Regions from separate parts of the Mus musculus genome. Here region 1 is linked to region 2. The links are chromatin contacts, called in public Hi-C maps. All regions are on one chromosome and are shown on one strand. The core of a region is the stretch at or near the end of the contact, and the rest is flanking DNA. Distances in the headings are between cores, read along the strand shown.

Region 1 (2,918 bases), core at 229-2,728, 210 kb after region 2:
ACACTAAGGCCCTTTCAAGTCTTACCCCACACACGTCGTGTCAGCCAGCACTGTGGTAATGTTTTTAGGCACCAAGAGAGGACACAATCTGAAGGTGTCACCAAGGCATCAAGACAGCTACTCCCCCATAGGGCCAGGGGCTGCTGTCATCTAAGTGGCTTTTACTGAAGACTGGCTTGAATTTAAAATCTGATTTGATGCAGGGTAAGAACTAGAAAAACTGTAACCATAGCCTGTGGCTGTACTTCCCGGACTCATTCATGTCAGTGAGACAGACACAGAAGGCCTCTGTATGACCAGGAGACAGTGACCAGGAAAGCAATTGGAAGGTCCTAAGCTCAGGAAAGGGCTGGGGCTTTGAGTTGCTCTGGGCTGGATAGTGGGTCTTATATCAGAGACCTGGCCCTCAAGTGGGGACATAGTGTGAGTGTGGTCGACCAGTAAGCTCCTCTTTGCTACTCTATTCAAAATAAAAACAAACTCACCTTGGGACTGACCTCAGGAATCGGATCCGTGGTTGCTGAATGCTAATGGAGAAGCAGCTTAGTGGCCAGGGCTTGGGGGAAAGGGTCCCTGCTTCCCAGCTGTCACCCACGCTTGGCCTTGGTGGCACCACCCAGCCCTGCTCTCTACCAGGGCTCCTCATAAGCGGAACTGGCACCCATTCCTGTCTGCTTACCACTGTTGTCCCCTTCAGTGCAGTGCATTCCCCTAAAGCGTGTCCCCTGTCCTCATGGTGGCCCTGTCCTCTCCTGCCCTTGGCTCAGTATCCTCAGACCAGGTTGTTCTAACCCCACTTGGTTTCCTCCCCTCAAGCACAGTGGCTGAGTCTATGTCTGATTATGTCTCTCATTTGCACTTTGAACATCGGCAGGCTGTTTTCCTGAGAACCCTAGCTGCCATCCGCTTCCTGCAAGAAACAGCTGGCCCTTTGGAGTGTTGTCATAAGATACCCACCCTATGACTGATGCCAGCTCTTGGGCAATATAGCCTTTGGTTCTTGGTTCTCATGCCCTCTCTCCATGGCCCACACAGAACCTTCTGAGACCGTCTTCTTACTTCTCGAATGCGCTTTCAGTCTCCCACCTCCAGCTCTTCAAATGTAAGCCTTTTATCTCTCTTACCTCTGCCCAGCCAGAAAGCTCTATAGCAAATATATCAGGAATGTCTTCTTGGGGCTGGGTCACTGCCATGCACAACAGCCAGTTGGCAAGAACAAGGGGCTGGTCCCATGATGTTCAGGATGCAGACCAAGGTGGGGGAGAGAATGCAGAGGAGGGAGAGAGGGTGCCAGGGCAGATGCTAAATCTGTCACCAACCTGCAGGTGTGAGGGCCCAGCCTGGGTGTTGGGAGACAAGATAGGTCTCTTTCCTGCCAGAACATCTTCATGGCAGCTCCAGTTCCAAAGGCGTGGGTGACAGCTGGAGTGGCTGACCTCACTCAGTAAACTGAGCTCCACTGTAATCCATCTGCCTACTGGACATGCCAGCACCGGCTCACATAGCTGCCAAGCTTGGTGAGGACTGTGGGTGAGCACTGTTGTCTCTCCCATTTCCCTGCCTCCCTTGGAGTGCACCTCTGGAGACCTGGTCCAGAGAAGTTAATGTGCCCCACGCACACAGTGAGCAGGAAGCTGGGCTACCTCTCATCCTGGCCGGTGTGTTCCTGCCATACCTGGGCTGCCCAGTGCCCCTCTTCACATGTAGCCTTCTGCTCTCCAGCTCTCATTTCTAAAGACAGCCTGAGATATCGGGGTCATATACCATTCTCCGTTCCCAAGGGCTGCAGCACTCTAACATGACTCTCTTGGTGGAAATAGCCTCAGGACCCTGAAAGCCAACCTACCCCAACTTGCAAAGAAACTGGTAGACTCTGAGGCTCACCCTTCTCTCCAGTTCCTCAGATGTCTGGATTTCCAGCCCTTTCTCTCTTGCTCCACCCTCCTTGTTCCTGGGGCACTAAGGCAATTGCAGATGCCTATGAGAAGAGCCGCTCCCCTCTGCACAGCCAACCTTGAGGCTTTCAGGAGGGCTCCACCCACTCCTGATCACCCCAAACTACCTGGTTCAGTCTGTAGTTGGGAGTTGAGGATTTGGGGTGGAGTAGGGCACGTAGATAGGAGTTGAGGCTGCAGAAGCTACAGTGCTCCATGGTACAAGCTTTAGAGCCCAGGCTGTGGGCAGAGATCATAGAGGGTCTAGGACCCCTGAGGCAGAGAATGGAGTTGGAGGCTAGATTGTGTGCTAGAAGCAGTGGAGGAATTAGCTAGGGGAGGAGGATCCAGGCAAACTAAATGCTGGAGAGTGATAAAGGGACTTTTCCTTCCCACTGAGGCCCAGGGCTAGTGCCTGCCTGGCTGCTGGGGGGCCAGGACCCAGAGACAGCTAGTCTTCTTCTGTTGTAGTGATGTCCCCAGCCCAACAGATACTGTATGGGAACTGCCAGACCTATGAGTCTTGAACAAGCCAGGAACCGAGCAGATCTGCTGGGAATGCCTAACAGAAGCCCTCCAAGCTCCTTACCCCTATTACCATGAGTGAAGGATACCTCCTTCCTTGGATAAGATATGGGACTCCCCATCATCCCAGTTAACTCTAATGGAGGGCTGATAGTCACCATTCTGGGTCAGGACTGATGGTCACTCAGGTCTGGTTAAGTATCAGACTGTGGCTGGAATACAGGTCACTGGGTCCCACAGGTCACATGGTGCTTTGGAACTGGCCCTCCCTACCTTCTTCTGGGTATTTGAACCTGCCTCTACTTCCTCATCTTGCTCTCACTGCAAAGCCATGCCTCTTCTCTCTGCCTGGAGCTGGGCCCCTCCCCACACTGAGAGAAAGCACAACCACACAGGTTTGATGGGGCAGAATCCAAGTTTCAGGCAAGACGTGGCTTAGAAGCCTTCACTCTGCCCATC
Region 2 (2,947 bases), core at 8-2,507:
ATACTAAACATGTTTCAAAACCAGAGACTGTAGAACCCCCAGAAGCCACAGGGACCTGGGGTCTCATAAGCTGAGCCCTGCTTGGCTCTGTTCTCTCAGCTGCACCTGAACATTTGTCCCAGCCATGGGGCCTCACCACACCTGCAGCAGAAGCTGTACATTCCCAGAAAGGCATAAGGCTTAGGGAACAAATGACATTAACAAGCGAGCTTGAGCCTAATAAGCATTCTTCCACTACCTGGGGTCAGGGGGAAAGCGGCCATGCCTAGCATATAGTTCAGATGTTATGGGAAGCGTTGAACTCTAGCTCCACCATGGCAGAGCCCTAGAACCCACCAAGGGACACTATGGCTAAAACAGGTCACTCTGTCTTTAGCATCACATATGTTAGTATTGCTTACACCCTAGATTTACTTTTCATTCATAAATCTTCCTTAAACTGTGGCAAGGATGTAGAGGTGGAAAATTAGAAGAAAATAATGAAAGACCCTGATAACATGTTCTGCACAGGCTACCTGGGCAAGACCTCACTCAACACTACACTTGTAACTCTGCCTCTGGAGCCTCTAAGGAACTCTGTCTCAAACACAGCATGGCCTGACACAACCATAAAATATGGCCAGGGCCCCCAATATCACCCCTTAGTATCTACAACAGCTGGATTACAGAGGCTACAGCCACACATGTTCCCTAAAGATACCCTAGGAAGCCCTAATGTTTGTGTCTCCCACTGACTGCAGGACAGCAGTTACAAGTCGTTTTCCAGGAGTCTGAAGAAGCTCTGGTGAAACTTCACCTGTTCTGGCCTCTTCTGATATTACACGCCAAGACGAAAAGTGTGTCTTAGACAGAGGGGAGGAAGGAGACAAGAGGAGAGACGGCCTCACCTATGGGTGAGAAGGCCTGATGGGGAGTTCACTGAATTCCTCAGACTTCAGAAAGTTCTGTCCAGACAGCAGGAAACATACTCACTCTCTAGACTCCCCTGATGCTAAAACCACAAGGTGAATCTCACACAGGGACCTTTATAAACTCAAACAGAATGCCAACGGAAGGCAGTAACTGTTCCCAAAGAGTAAAATACCCAGTGGATGTGTCTGGAATGTCAGGGGAGAAACAGCACACAGTCCCATAAATAAGTCACATCTGAGCCTAGCATCCTGGCCCACGAGCACGGCATGCAGGGCAGTTAGGCACTCTCTGAGAGGACTTTGAGCAGCAATAGTCCCTGCCTCTCTTTCTGCAGCTGCCTGTCCTGAGGCTTTGAGGGCAAGTAGGCTTGGCAGGATGTCAGGGGTGGTGGAGCTGGGCCTGGTGTTTATGTCTGATCCAGACGACTGAGGGTTCGTGACGATTTACTGACGCAAGAGCTCCCAAGCACTGCATGCCAGAAATTAATCAGGGGAGGAAGAATTCTTTTTAAGAAACCACTTGGCCTGGGCTACAGGCCTGAGGCTGAGTGTGTAAGCGGAGCCACTCCTCCTCTGGGAGCAGCACACCCAAGTCTTCCAAGCAGCTCCAGGCTGGTAAATCAGGCCCAGGCCCAGGCTGGGGAGGTCCTGCCACAATGCCTGGCTCTGCTGTGGCTGGCCACAGTATCCAGTGGCCTGCCCCAGAGCCAATCTTCTCCCAGAGGCCCCCTTCAGATGGCGTCTGCAAGGCCCCACCAGTGTGCACACTCCATGGTTGGGGTGTCTATAGAAATGACTAGATGCCTCTGATCTTGTAATCTATTGCTATTATCCCTTTCTCAAGAACTGGATTTTAAAGTTTGCAAATCAGGAGACAACCTAAAGATGAGAAAGTTGGAATGTGAGAGATGTAGCCTTTGCAGCAGCAGCAGCCTCCTCCCAGGATGGGATGTGTGCACAAGCGAGGCTTTTTCTGCTACCATCCTCTTTGTACACCCCAGGTGCCATGTGACATCAAATGCATGGTCAACTACATACAACCATGTGACATCAAACACATGGCTAGCCATGCAAAGCCACATCACATCACATGTATGCTTAACTATATACAGCCCTGTCATATCAAATACATGGCTAACTATGCATAGCTATGCCACTTCAAATGCATGGTTCAGTATACACAGCGAGTTATATCAAATGCATATCTAACTATTTACAACCAAGTCACATCAAATGCATGGTTAATGATACTCAGCATGTTACATCAAATGCATGGATTACTCCTTACAAAAGATAAATATGCTTCTAGCATTCTATCTCAAAAAAAAAAATTACTCTAGAGAAGCCATTTTGCACTCCATCTCAAGTGTGAGAGCGCCAAACCATCCATCTGCCAGCCTCTGGTTTATTGTAGCCTTTTGGTCCTTGATTACAATCAGTGTATGAGAATAGGGGAGATCCTAGGACCAAGAACTAAGGTCTTTAACACACCCTGGCCCCACAGGACAAAGGACTTGAGTCACACTTCCACTGCCCAACAAGTAGTCTGTGCCTGGCCCCCCACAACCTGATAGCCACCATACCACCTCCTTCCAAACTACCTCTCAAGGAAACTCCTGAAAGGACTCTTCACTCATGCTAAGAGGACTGGATGGGAAGTCGGGCAGGCAAGCATCACATCACTTACAAGGTACAGCAAAAATCACCTCGTAAAAGATCTGAATAAGAGTTATAAGAGTGGCTCACGGCTTCAGATACAACTCAGCCCACTCCATTTCATGGCATCCTATAAAGCATGGAACACAGAGAACAAAGCCGTCTGGACAGTGCAGAACAGGGGCCCTGAAGAGTAGTCAAACAGCATACCTGTGTCATTAGACTGAAAAACAGGATAACTGGCCCTGGTAACTAAGACCTGAACTTCCACTATGGTCTACAGCAACTGGAGTTATACCAAGCCACCCTCTGGTCAAGGATAAAATTTAAACTGTTACAGATATAAGTGTCTGCAGGCTTTGGAACACCAGGATTGTCAA

Evidence for each region. Hi-C and Micro-C count contacts between places; a contact is called where the count stands out from the background.
Region 1: a Hi-C map of myocytes shows a contact between it and region 2, with 1.8 times the contacts expected there. The contact joins two enhancer-like sites. A contact is called at or near these places in 5 of 484 Hi-C or Micro-C datasets (the G1E-ER4 cell line, bone marrow-derived macrophages, myocytes and 2 more) and 1 of 9 other capture datasets (adipose tissue).

Annotation. Positions count from the first base shown.
Region 1 is chr1:92,342,578-92,345,495 of GRCm38.p6, forward strand. No RefSeq gene overlaps it. Among named protein-coding and RNA genes, the nearest start is that of Gm35992, 36 kb to the right of the region's middle. Within about 2 kb of position 1,479, at least 22 of the 459 cell types and tissues checked have an H3K27ac peak or open chromatin away from gene starts, as enhancers often do. A contact at or near this core is called in myocytes, where this site is marked.
Region 2 is chr1:92,129,289-92,132,235 of GRCm38.p6, forward strand. All of the region lies in intron 2 of Hdac4 (histone deacetylase 4), which reads right to left. Among named protein-coding and RNA genes, the nearest start is that of Hdac4, 50 kb to the right of the region's middle. Within about 2 kb of position 1,258, at least 154 of the 459 cell types and tissues checked have an H3K27ac peak or open chromatin away from gene starts, as enhancers often do. A contact at or near this core is called in myocytes, where this site is marked.